Linked DNA regions of Rattus norvegicus: regions 1 and 2 are each linked to region 3. The links are chromatin contacts, called in public Hi-C maps. All regions are on one chromosome and are shown on one strand. Each heading gives the region's core, a stretch centred on a gene start, on an enhancer-like site or on the middle of the called end of the contact. The rest is flanking DNA. Distances are from core to core; before and after follow the strand shown. Region 1 holds the start of Ccdc15 (coiled-coil domain containing 15). Region 2 has its middle 21 kb from the start of Robo3. Region 3 holds the start of Siae (sialic acid acetylesterase).

Evidence for each region. A called contact is a pair of places that touch in the nucleus more often than the background predicts.
Region 1: a Hi-C map of the A7r5 cell line shows a contact between it and region 3, with 4 times the contacts expected there. The contact joins the promoter of Ccdc15 here to the promoter of Siae in region 3. A contact is called at or near these places in 2 of 12 Hi-C or Micro-C datasets (the A7r5 cell line and Schwann cells).
Region 2: a Hi-C map of liver shows a contact between it and region 3, with 5 times the contacts expected there. The contact joins the enhancer-like site here to the promoter of Siae in region 3. A contact is called at or near these places in 11 of 12 Hi-C or Micro-C datasets (the A7r5 cell line, the Rat2 cell line, Schwann cells and 6 more).

What each region holds. Positions count from the first base shown.
Region 1 is chr8:45,254,989-45,259,174 of GRCr8, reverse strand. It overlaps Ccdc15 (coiled-coil domain containing 15), which reads left to right and starts at 1,607. Exons shown (of 14, transcript NM_001191912.1): 1 at 1,607-1,690; 2 at 2,025-2,210. The coding sequence starts at 2,031.
Region 2 is chr8:45,359,192-45,363,342 of GRCr8, reverse strand. No RefSeq gene overlaps it. Among named protein-coding and RNA genes, the nearest start is that of Robo3, 21 kb to the right of the region's middle. Within about 2 kb of position 2,077, at least 19 of the 93 cell types and tissues checked have an H3K27ac peak or open chromatin away from gene starts, as enhancers often do. A contact at or near this core is called in liver and prefrontal cortex, where this site is marked.
Region 3 is chr8:45,505,768-45,509,759 of GRCr8, reverse strand. It overlaps Siae (sialic acid acetylesterase), which reads right to left and starts at 2,270. Exons shown (of 10, transcript NM_001108759.1): 1 at 2,163-2,270. The coding sequence starts at 2,229. It overlaps Spa17 (sperm autoantigenic protein 17), which reads left to right and starts at 2,498. Exons shown (of 5, transcript NM_053482.2): 1 at 2,498-2,530.

The DNA.
Region 1 (4,186 bases), core at 358-2,857, 250 kb after region 3:
CACATTATAGTGATAAACACACACTATGTGGCTTGTCATGCTCGTCTCAGAGTTTCCCCTTTCATCCTTTTCTAGTCATTCTAGCCTCCTTCACTTTTCTCAGTCAGTCAGTGGTCCCACATTAATGCTCACTCTCTACTGGGAACATTGTGTGTGTGTGTGTGTGTGTGTGTGTGTGTGTGTGTGTGTGTGTGTGTAGGTGCCTAGGGTGCTGGGATATGAACTTTGGTCTTCTGGAAGAGCAGGAAGCAGTCTTAACTATTTCTCCAGCTCCTACTTGGAATAGTCCTATACCTGGGTATGATATTTTATGCCTGCTATTCCAGCCCTCGGAATGCTAAGGCAGGAAGAACTGAACTACCTAGGAGATCCCATTAAAACCTGTCAAACAATCAACTAAATACCGAAATCCCTCCCTTGAAGAGTATAAAGGTTTGTTTCATGATCTTACATAGTCTTTGCTTAGTTAAAAAAAAGTTGACTAGCATGTAAGAAGCCCCGAGCTTAATTTCCAGGACTGAATAAAGTGAAATACAAACCAAACACATAGAACCACTTCAACTGTCTTACTGATGTCTTCTCTGGAAAGGTCCTATCAATGTCAATGTCTTGTAAATTCTCCAAACAAGGGATCTTTGTTCACTGGACCTGGAGTATCCAGAAAACATACTGATATGTAAAATGCTTGCAGTAATATATGTTGAAGTGAAACCTGGTGACACATGCTTGTAACACCAGTCATTGGATAGGCTAAGGCAGGAGGATTGCAAGTTCGAGGCCTGGGCTACATAGGGAATTCGAATCCAGCATGGGCACCTTAGTGAGACCTTAACTGAAAAGCAAAGATATTAAGGGGGCTAGGGTTTCCGCTGCCCCACTTGCTTAACGTGCCAGAGGTCCTAGGTTCAACCTCCAGCATCCACATACAACTCAAATGAATGAGTCTATGTCCTTTGGGTTTAATGAAAAGTTCCAAATAGTGTTTGGAGTAGAGATGGAGACCACTAAATAAGTTGTGATGGTCACACGCAAGAACATGTTGAGGGTAATCATGAAATAGCGTTGTAAACCTTAGGAGATGCCCAAAAACACAGTCTGGTTGATTGTTGGCTTGGTCTGTACCTCGAGGACCCACTGGCAGCATGTTCTAGCATGGGTCCTAGCACCCTTCGTGATGCTGCGACTCTTTAATACAGTTCCTTATGTTGTGGTGACCCTCAACCGTAAAATTCGGTTGCGACTTCATAACTGTACTTTTGCTCCTGCCATGAATTGTAATGTAAAATATCTCATCGCAGGATATCTGATATGCAACCCCAAAATAGGGTGGCGACCCTTAGATTGAGAACTGCTGTGCCTTTTCCCGAGATTTCCTCAAGACCGAACGCTTACTCGCCTGTTCATCATGTTAGACATCTCCCTATGAGATTTGAGACTACTACAGCGCCAGCATCCAAAGCTCGCTGGAAGTTTCATAAACTAGCTCTGGCCCTCCCAACCAAAGGACAGGAAGCGGACGTGACGTAACTCCCAACTCTCGGATCCCCGCCTTCCCAGCCCAGGATGCGTGACGAATGCGGAAGGGGCAGGGCAGGCCCGGTGTGTCAGTTTGCTGTTTGTCCTTTGCGAAGCAGCCCGCGGAGTTTGAGTGTGAGAAGGTCCGGATCGCGGCGGGCTCCAGGCTTCACAGGTTCCCTATCTAACTGCCCGAGTCTCACAGGCCCCTGCCCTCCTGCCCGGACTTCCGACGCCCTGCCTGTGCCCAGGCTTCTTAGGACCCCGGCTCCTGCCCGGGCCTCAGACACCCCTCCACCCCGCAGCAGTGAGCTGGCGCATTTCCACACCCGGTCATCTCTCAGACTCAAGTCCTGTCCCTAGCGCCCACCTATACCCACCTCTGGGCAGTTTTTCATCTCCCAAGTGAATCCTCCATTCTCTCGTTTCCATTCCTTCCAGAAAGTAATTTTTAAACCTTTTCCCCTCGTCTTTATTTCGTGTCCCTCTTTTTCTTTTCTCCTAACCAGAAGTCAATGCCAGGAGGTATGACCCCCCTCAAGAAGCCTCGGAATCCCACAAAACTGCCCCTGACTTTAAACCCCACGAAGAGCAAGGATGTTTTGGCAGTGCTGGCTGAGAGGAACCAGGCCATAGTACCAGTTGGGGCTTGGGTGGAACCTGCCTCACCAAATTGGTCGGGAATTCCAGCGCACGTGAGTGTCAGTTGACCCAGATACTGTGATCGCTGCCTGCCTTTTTTATTAGCCTTCTCTGATTTTTGGTGCTTAAAGCTGGGGGATGCTGTTTCCATTCTGTGACAGATTATATTCTTGCGTCAAAATTATACAATACTGATGTATTTTCCCAAACTTGCTTCATCTTTAGTTGACATAATCAAATATTACTTAGTTCTTACTGTATACCAGCAAGTAGACTAGTTTACTTCACAAACATGATTGTTTGCCGTGAAAGGCAAGATGTACTGTGTACATCTTTCCGACACTGTAACGACAGTTGGTCACTTTTTAAATGTTAATTAGTTGCTTGGGGTTTATAAGCTTTTAAATAAAGCACAATGAAGTAAGAAAAAACGAAAGAGGTTAATCCTGACAAACTCGGAGGAAGTTGTAAATTCCACAAGGTCAAGGAACGTCTTGTTCTTGTTTTGGGGTAAAGTAGGTCCTTCAGGATGTAGTTTTTGAATGAATCAGGAAATATGGTCTTTGCTGGCTATGAAAGAATGGAAATGCAGTAAATGCAGATAGGTAGAAGCATCTCAGATGAAGGGACGCCCTTTTCAAAAGTTTACACATGTAAATATTTGATTCTCTTGCTAACAGCTGAGAGTGGTTTTGCAATGTTTTTGTTTGGCTTTGTTTAGTATTTCAACGAACTGTTCCTTAGCTCTTTGTTCAAATTTTATCGTGCATAGGGAGCAAGTCACTGTTCCACACCCCTTGTTTTTAAATTGAATAATATTGCCTAATATACATAGTAATATATAGTATTTATGGAATGTTGGAAATATGTGATGTTCTTAGAATGTACAAGGTACTAAACCTGGGTGATTTTAGAGAAGCAACAAGACATTTAAATATCACACAAGGATCTGGAGGTGGCTTACAGGTAAAAAGACTTGTGTGCAAGCCTGATAGACTGAGGTTCTAGTCCTGGAGTCCAGGTGCACGATGGGTGGAGCAGTGTAAGCCCCACAGCCCTGTATTGAGACTCTGTCAGCAGCGTGTGGCCTGGAGTGAAGCAGCAGAGATCAGAGACCCTGTGTAGCTGGTCTCTGCTGCTATTCGGGTCCTGTTTTCTTTCACCCTTCTCCACCCCTTCTCTTCCTACCTTTCAACCCCGGGATACTAGATAATAACAACAACAAAAAGGATAGGAAGGAAAGGAAAGGAGATCCCTGAGTACAGTCAGGGCTAGAAAAGGGCAGCATTGCTAGCTACTCCCTGCTGTTCAGAGGCATTGAGTTCCTCGAGGCAAGTTTGATCTTTGTCATCAGGGTATCTAATTTCTTCTTGTTACTTCCTAACAACCCAAAACAACAACCAACTAACCGATATCCCAGCACACCTCTCAGGGACCTAGCCTTTGTATATCCTCTGAAAAACGTCCCTGTCACACAGTTGTAGAAACAATCTGCAGCCGGCAAAATCATGTCCCTCCCTGCTAGAGCACGAGACAAATCGTAGTCACCTGCTCTGGACAATCTGAAGTAGCTCTATATCCCTACACCTGGGATCAAAACGAAAACACATTCTCATAATATTTGTGTGGTTTTTTTTTTAAAGAAACCAAAACTCTAAAATGTCACTATAACTTTGCCTCAAAACCAGGTGGAGGGAGTGAGCCAATTCCTGAAAAGTCCTCTGATCTCCACACATGAGATCATACCATCGAATGTACACATTCGTACACACTTGTATACATGTACAGCCCCCCCAAAACACACACACACACACACACACACACACACACTAAATTTTAAAAATGTTGGGCTAGAGAGATGGATGACTTAGCAGTTAGGAGAATTGGTTGCTTTCCCATAATTCTCAGTACCCATATGACAACTGTTTTTTAACTCCCAATTCTAGAGACTAAAGCTTCTGGTCCCCAAGGGCACTGCAGACATGTAGTGTATAGACATACATGCAGGCAATTCACCCACACCCACACA
Region 2 (4,151 bases), core at 828-3,327, 150 kb after region 3:
CTTATTTTAAATATTTTTTCAATCTTAATTTTTTATTTACTTTTGTTAACTCCAGCATTACTTGTGATAATTATGCCAAAGGCTCCTTACTGATGATAATAATGGGACCCTTTAGGGAATAATTGTCAGCAGATAGCTGAAACTCAATCTCTCTTTTTTTTTTTTTTTTTCTTTTCGGAGCTGGGGACCGAACCCAGGGCCTTGCGCTTCCTAGGTAAGCGCTCTACCACTGAGCTAAATCCCCAGCCCCCTTGAAACTCAATCTCTTAAGTCACCTTAAGAGTGTTTCAAACAGCCAGAAGCAGCAGATGGGGGACATTCATAAACAAACACTGAGTCACACTATAACCTGTATTAGTTGGTTTACAGGTAAAAACATGTAGACCACGCCCGTCCTGCTTCAGTGACTGATGGACAGGTTAGAAAAACCAATCAAGTAGTTCTTCCTTCCTTTGTCCCTTTGAAAGGCTGCTCAAGACTTTTTGGGTTATGTTTTTGGTTTGTTTGTGCTTTGAGACAGGATATCTCTAGTCCTACTGTTCTGGACCAGACTGACCTCAGACTTAGAGAGATCCTCCTGTCTCTGCCTCCTGAATGTAAGGGTTAAAGCATGGCTTGCTTTTATGGACAGGAGTGAATTATGAGTCCATTGAGAGGAGCGCCAGTCTCCAAATACACACACACACACACACATACACACACACATACAGAGAGAGAGAGAGAGAGAGAGAGACAGACAGACAGACAGACAGACAGACAGACAGACACGCACACACCAGAAGGTCTTCCAGACATTTGGTTTGGTTGTGGATCTCTGCCTGAGAATGAAGATACCCCAGCCTCTCCAGGACTGAGTACTTCCGCTTCCACCTATATCATCAGCCCCATTCGTCCTTTCCATCTAGACTAAGCTCTCACAGTGAGGATGCTATTGCAACAGCATTACCATAGTAGTCACTGGGCAAGCTCTTAGAAATGCAAATTGCCTGGCCGCTTCCCAGATGAAAAAGAATCGGAAACTGTGGGTGTTCAGATCTCCAAGTGATTTTGATGCAAACTGTATTTTGACCAGCGCAGAACTGGAGACTGAAGGGAGAGGAAGGGAAGGAGGCCCAGGAGCCCATCAGCCAGCCTAGTTACTTCCCCTGAGTGGCCGAGAAAACAAAACAGCCCCAGATGGAAAAACACAGGGTCGTCTTAGAAGGTTTTGCCAATTCCACTTGGCACCGTTGCTGTGAACATAACCTCCAAATTAGCCTTGGTGAGACAGGTTATGGTACTGTGATCTTTATACAGAAGTCAGAGACTCAGACGTCATTTCACGTTGCTTTAGAGAGAGAGACCTCTACGGTGTCCAGAATAAGTAACTGGGACTGTCCCCGTCCCAGTATCCTTTTCTCCATTCCTTCAAAACTCATGGAAGACTCACCTCCCTTCTTTATAGTGGAAGACTGGAAAGTGCCCCGAGATAGAATTGACTCCATCAAGTCCCAGGGGCAACCAAGCCCCTTGCTCTGTTGGATGGTTACAGTGCCACCCTAGTTAAACATGCAGTACCACAGCAATAAACTACAGCAAGTATTATTCCTTGTTATTTTTACTCTGCCCTCCTTGAACACCCCCACCCTATCCTTTATTTGTCTGTGCCTCCCTACTTGCGTTTCTAGCTCAGGACCAGGGTGGCAGACTGTCAGTCTCATCTGAAGAAACTACTCATTTTAGGAAGAAAGTAGTAACTGAATTCAGGCATTTCCCCTTTCCCTCCATGACTTCTCCCAGCAGTGAGGACACACAAAAAGCACAGGACAGATGCGGTGGGAGTGGGAGACAGGCTCCATATGTCCTAAGTCCGGGGTCACCTAGGTGTGGAGTCCGCAGGACTCAGCTGCTGACTAGAAGAGGGGCGTGGGCGCGGAGCGGAGCCCTCCCCCGCCGCCCCGAGCTGGGTGACTGACTGCCAGGCCGCATCTGCTCCAAATTTACGACGCCTCCTCCGGCCGCGGGCGTCCTCTCCACGGCCTCTTTACCAAGTGCTGCCCCAGCTGAGGCCCCTCCCCCGGGGAGGGGAAGGCCACGCCCGCGCTCGCCGGCCGGGGGCGGGGAGCAGGTGTGAAGCGAGGGGCGCAGCGGCGCGCGTGGTCACCCTCCACCGCGCCGCGGAGACCGGGCCTCGCCCCGGCGCGCACACAATGGCGTGGGGCCAGTTGCCTGGCGGCTCATTACTCCAGCCCGCCAGGGAGCGGCTGATGGTGAAAGTGGGAGCCAAAAGCGCTGCTACTCGGTCGCTGAGAAGATACCCGGGCTGAGGCGCGCAGGGATGATGGAGAGGTCTGCACCGGAGACCAACGGTCAACCGGAGGGGCGAGTCCCTGGCGGGGCGCTGGATGGCAGGGCTGGGGAGGGACCAATGCACAACTTTCGCTGTGCCCGGTATCCTCGATGGCCCATTGTGTGTCGCCGCGCGATGCCAGCCTACGTCTCACCGCCGCTCCCTCCGCGTGGGTGCAATTCATTCTCCCAGCCGCCCTGCCCTTTCTTCACTAAGTGAGCAGCCCTAGCCGCAGATGCGTGCCTAGCAAAGGGATTCTCCTTAAATAAAGGAGAAATGCAAAGAGGAAAGAGACTTTACGGAAATCATTCACACGGTGCTGCTCGGTCTCTCAACGTGCCTTTCGATGAGCGGTCTTTCCCTAGTTTCCCCTTTCCGCCCCAGACGCTCTCCCTCTCCAGTTTAACAGCCCCTTTCTAGCTGCTGGGTCCTGGGGTCCAGTCATACCTTCGTTTGTTTATTCTCCTAGGTAGTAGAAGCCTTTAGCCTCTGCAAGGATGAAGCCTGGCTACCTGTACTGTCCACCTTTAACACTTGGGTAAAGATCTTAGGGACAGGTTCTAGGTGGCGATACTTAACTCCCAAGGTCCTTATCGTGTAGTGTCCCATGCCCAGGAATTCAGGTGGCTTTATTTAACTATCCTCTCTAGAAAGTGATCTAAAAAATGGACTAAAAAAAAGGGTTTATGAGAGCGAGGTCTGGTAGCCAGGGTTTGAGTTCACTGGTGAGGTGGATTGGATGAAAGTCAACTTTGATCAGATCCAAATGTCACAGTCTGTCACAGCCCATGGACCAAATTCAGAGCACAGGCACGTTTGGGCCTATAAATGTATTCTATATACACTGTGCTGTCCAAACTATTGTCATGGATAACACAAACACACAAAGTTAGAACCCTCAGATGTCCAGCTCAGCACTTACACATCCAATATCTGTCAATATCAATATCAGTCCCAGCATCTGCTCATGGTTTTGGAGCAAATACCAGAAACCTTACAACTTCTTCTGTAAATATTTCAAGATAGTCCTTTTGAAAATAAGGACTAAAGAAATCTTTTAAATAGCATTAGTGGGCCAACGAGGTGGCTCTGTGGGAAAATATGCTTGCCACCAAACCTTATAGTCGATTTTGATTCGATCCCCAGACCCACAGAGTAGAAGGAGAAAACCATCCCTCCTCACAAGTTGTTCTCTAACTTCCGCGTATGAATTCTGATGCATGCGCAATCCTATACATACGCGCACACATAGAGATGGCAGTTAAAACGTTTTAAATAAAAATAAAGAACAATGGGATTAGCATATCTAAAATCACACTTCTTTATCACCAAATCTACAAATCTGATGATGGGTTATCTTTAGAAAGGATTCCAGCTCATGTGAAGAGGAAGTCATGGAAAGAGAGTCTCAATTTGCCCGCCTCCAATGAAACAATACACATACTCCACCACTGTTCCCAGCTGTCTTATTCCCTTCAGTGTTCAAACTTAGACCCAAATGAATATATACAGTGTGTTGTCTCTTTTAATCTGCTGTCCTCCCCACCCCTTAATTATTTTTTTTTCTCCTTGCAATTCATTTGTTGAGGAAACCAGGTCATTTGTTCTGTGGAGTTTCCAGTCTGGGTTTGGTTGAATGTATCCCTATGGTGTCATTTGACATGTTTTTCTGCCCCTATTATTTCCTGTAAATTGGCTGTTAGATATAGAGGCATGATCAATTAACGCTTGGGTCCCCCTCCCCCGCCCAGAGTGCGTCATAGGCGATGTGTCTCCACATGTGTCTATCAGGAGTAATGTCTGCTTTTCTGCGTTGTCATAT
Region 3 (3,992 bases), core at 1,021-3,520:
TCAGTGTTTGCCAACATTCATTTATAGAACCTCTTTGTGAATGGATTTATGATGAGCGAAAAAAAAATCTTAGAGGTGGAAAATATCTTTATAATAATAGTATAGGGGTTGGGGATTTAGCTCAGTGGTAGAGCACTTGCCTAGCAAGCACAAGGTCCTGGGTTCGGTCCCCAGCTCCGAGAAAAAAAAAAAAAAAGAAAAGAAAAGAAAAGAAAAAAAATAACAGTATAATTATGTTACTTACTGATCAAGAGATATAATCTAACCACATTACCCGTCCAGGGACTAGGACACAAATAGATTAAGCAATTTTTAAGAATAATTAGAACAGCTATGAATTCAACAAATATCTCTTTATTGGTTCCTGATACTTTAACATTGAGACTGTAACACTGGAAGGAAAAATAATTCCAATAATAGATAGAAATTCTTGCTACCAAGGATCTTACAATCTACTAGGAGCTTACTTGTGTGACAGAGGGCTTAAGATACTGAAGACGGGCCTTGACTGGCCTCAGAAGGTAGTTTATGACAGAATTAGAATCCATGTCATCTAATTCCCAAGGTATTGCAATTTCCTTTTTGCTGCCGTTACATTGTGATAATAATGCAAAAAAAATTATATTCCCTATCCTGATGAAGCTCACATTCTACGTGGAAAAGACAAACATACTGAGGAACTGGACAATGAACAAAAGAACCGCACCTCAGAAACGCCAGGCATATACAAACGTGGTTATTTTAAGGTGTTGGATGTTTCCCTTCATTTTGTAACTTGAAGTGACAAACAAGAGTGAGTGCTGTGGAGAAGATACCATGATAAGTAGACTAACAAAAAATGTTAGGTTAGCAGTTACTTCTGAAGGGAACCCAGCAGACATACTAAGGAGGACTCTCCTGGCAGTCTTGATAAAAATCACAGTGTTACCATTCTCAAACTGGGTAGCGGAATTTATAGGTCCTTTCACTGTTAAAATGTAACAAAAATGTAGCAAAAGGAGAGAGTTAAAGGAAAGATGTTAGGATGTGCAAGAAAGAGCTAAGGGAGATGATCTGAAGCAAAAAATGAATGAATACTGCCAAGGTAATCAAGGAAGGTTACCTAATATGACCCAAAGGAAACAAAACAGTGATATTAAATTTGACAGCCCTTAAAAAGAAAATTAAGAAAACAGTGGCTCTACCTTCTCCCCACCTCCTGTGATAGGTCCCCAAAATCATAAGAGGATTGAGAGATGGGGACGATCAGTATAGGGTATTAGCTTTGAAATGGAAAACCCACTGACAGGCTGCTGTCTGGCTGGTGCTTGATTAGAACACAATCATGCCATTTCTTGTCATTTCCACCTTCATTTTAATTGCTGTGGTGATGGTAGCCCAAGTTCCTAGCATTCTAGCCAAGAGTTTTACCACCGAGCTATATTCACAACCCCTCAAATTTCATTTATTGACAGTCTTTGGGGTCTACTCTTTCAGTGATCCAAAGAAGAAAAGAGGTGGGTGGATCCAGCATTAACCCTTTACTTTGAATCAATAGATTCCTATCTTTTGGTAACTCCATGGGCAATGTCCAGCCCAGGTTAGTCAGATAACAAGTTGTGACCTGCACAATGGCCATGTGAATCAGCTCCCTCCCCAGTGTGATGAGTCTTACCCTCCACTAATATCTCTCAAGCTGCATCAAAAGTCAGAGCTGAACTTTAAATTATTCTGAGCTAGTGAGGGGGCTGTATTTCTTAGCCCTAATAACCACTTAAACTAGTAAAATGTAATTCCCTCAAGGCACCCATCCCGATAGAAGCCCTCCCCAAGGGCACCACTGAGGGGGCAGGTGTGGAAATATTTTGGATGACTCAGTCACCTGTTTCCAAATATTATCTAACTAGCTTCGCCCCCTTCTCTTTGAGCACTCCTAAAGGCTTCGGTCTGGGGACACTGGAGCCTGCCCCAGTGGGTAAACCGATGTCTTCTCTGCCTTCTATGCTGCAAGTGAAGTACCCCGCAAGGAAAAGGCAGTATAGCTGGGCCCAGCTGTACCCTGCGGCCAGGACTAGGTAGGGTAAGACCGGTTCTGACTCAAGGCCGACCTTTAAAGAGGACGCATGCCAAGATCCTGCAGAGGATCTGAAAGGCAAGCGTCCGCTAGAGTTGTGACACCTCACCTGCACCTCTGCTGACCCGCGCGATTATGAGCAGCAGCATTAGCCCAACAGGCCGGGGGGAAACCATGTTTGAGATGATCCTAATTTACCCGCTCTCAGGAAGAGCCCTCAGGCAGGAGGCGGGGATAAGGACAGAGGCGGGATCTTGCGTGGTGGGCGGGGCCTGGAAGGGTTACCCTAGCGGGCCCCACCCTCAAGCCTTCAGTGCGCGAAACCATCCGCTGTACGGCGCGGCACCGGGTGCTCCCCTCTCCTCCCGGCCGCCGTAGTTTAGAAAAAAAAAGAAAGGAAAAAAAAAGAAAAAACGGTTACCCAGCAACGAGATAAAACACTGGAACCATCCGCACCAGCTTGAAGAGAAAGAAGAGGTGAGGCAGTTTCCCCCACTCCCTCACCAATGTGGAGGCTTCGCCTTTTTCCTTCATGTCGTAGTCTCTCCCCATCCCCAACACTCCCGCAATTCCTGGACCAGATAGGGAGCCTGGCAAGCCCTTTCTGGGAGAACCTGGAACTCTAGGTCATCGACGTCCTGCCCACGGTTTGACCTGCCTTCCCCCTCGACCGTCCGTCCTCCCCCGCTTTTCACAACTCTCAAGATTCGATATCTAATCTCCTGTTTGTGCCCAAAAGAGAAAAAAGGGAAGAATCTCCACACGTTAGGCCTTGTTAAACCTTTAGACCTCCAGCCTCGACCCCAACCAGCGCCGCCTTTGAGCTTCTCGGGGTAACACAAACCCAGGCTCGAAGCTCTTTTGTCAGCCATGTTTAAACCAGTCCTCGAATAATAGAAGAAGGCCTGACAAGACCAGAAAAATAAGACTCCCCAAACTCCAAAAGCTGGCTCCCAAAACCACGACCTCCCTTTCTCAATCCCTTGTCGGAAAGCAGAGGCACTTGAAAACGTTGTAGGCCATAACTTCAGAAGTTGGGGCTGAAAAAAAGGTGAAACTATTCAACAAATTATAATAATTTCTAGAAGGACTAGTTTTTTTGTCTGTTTGTTTAGTTGTTTTTGGGTTCCGAGACAGAGTTTCTCTGCGTAGCCCCTGGCTGTCCTGGAACTCAACAAAGATCCACCTTCCCTTGCCCCCCAAGTGCTGGAATTGACAGTGTGCAGCACCGTGCCCCACCCCCACCCCCGCTAACCAGTTTGTTGTTTGTTTTTTTTTTTTAATTTTAGACTTTAAACAATGTAAAGGGGATTGATTATACTAGCTTCTCAGCAATCACTGTCTCTTCAATATTGTGGGCTAGCACAATCTACCCTCACCTTTTAAGGACAGAAAGACAAGTACTTAATATCTAGTGAAAATCATGGTTCTCTAGCTTTAAAAGTATGTATTTGTCCAATTTAATGGTTCTGCACTTATAGTACTATAATTCACCGAGCATGGAGCATGGTCTTTATCTACCAGGCTGGTTCGAATCCCAGCACTGGGGAGACAGAGGCAGATAAGATATATCTCTGAGTTAGAGGCCAGCCTGGTCTACATACTTCCAGAACAGCCAGAACTGTGTAGAGAGACTCTGTCAAAAAAAAGAAAGAAAGAAAGGAAGGAAGAAAGGAAGAAAGGAAGGAAGGAAGGAAGGAAGAAAGAAAGAAAGAAAGAAAGAAAGAAAGAAAGAAAGAAAAAGAAAGAAAGAAAGAAAGGAAAAAAAAAAAAAGAAAGGTTCAGTGGTAGAATTCAAAACTCTGGGAGAAGGGGTTGGGGATTTGGCTCGGTGGTAGAGCGCTTGCCTAGCAAGCACAAGGCCCTGGGTTCGGTCCTCAGCTCTGGAAAAAAAAAAAAGAAAGAAAAAGAAAAAGAAAAAAAAAACTCTGGGAGAAAT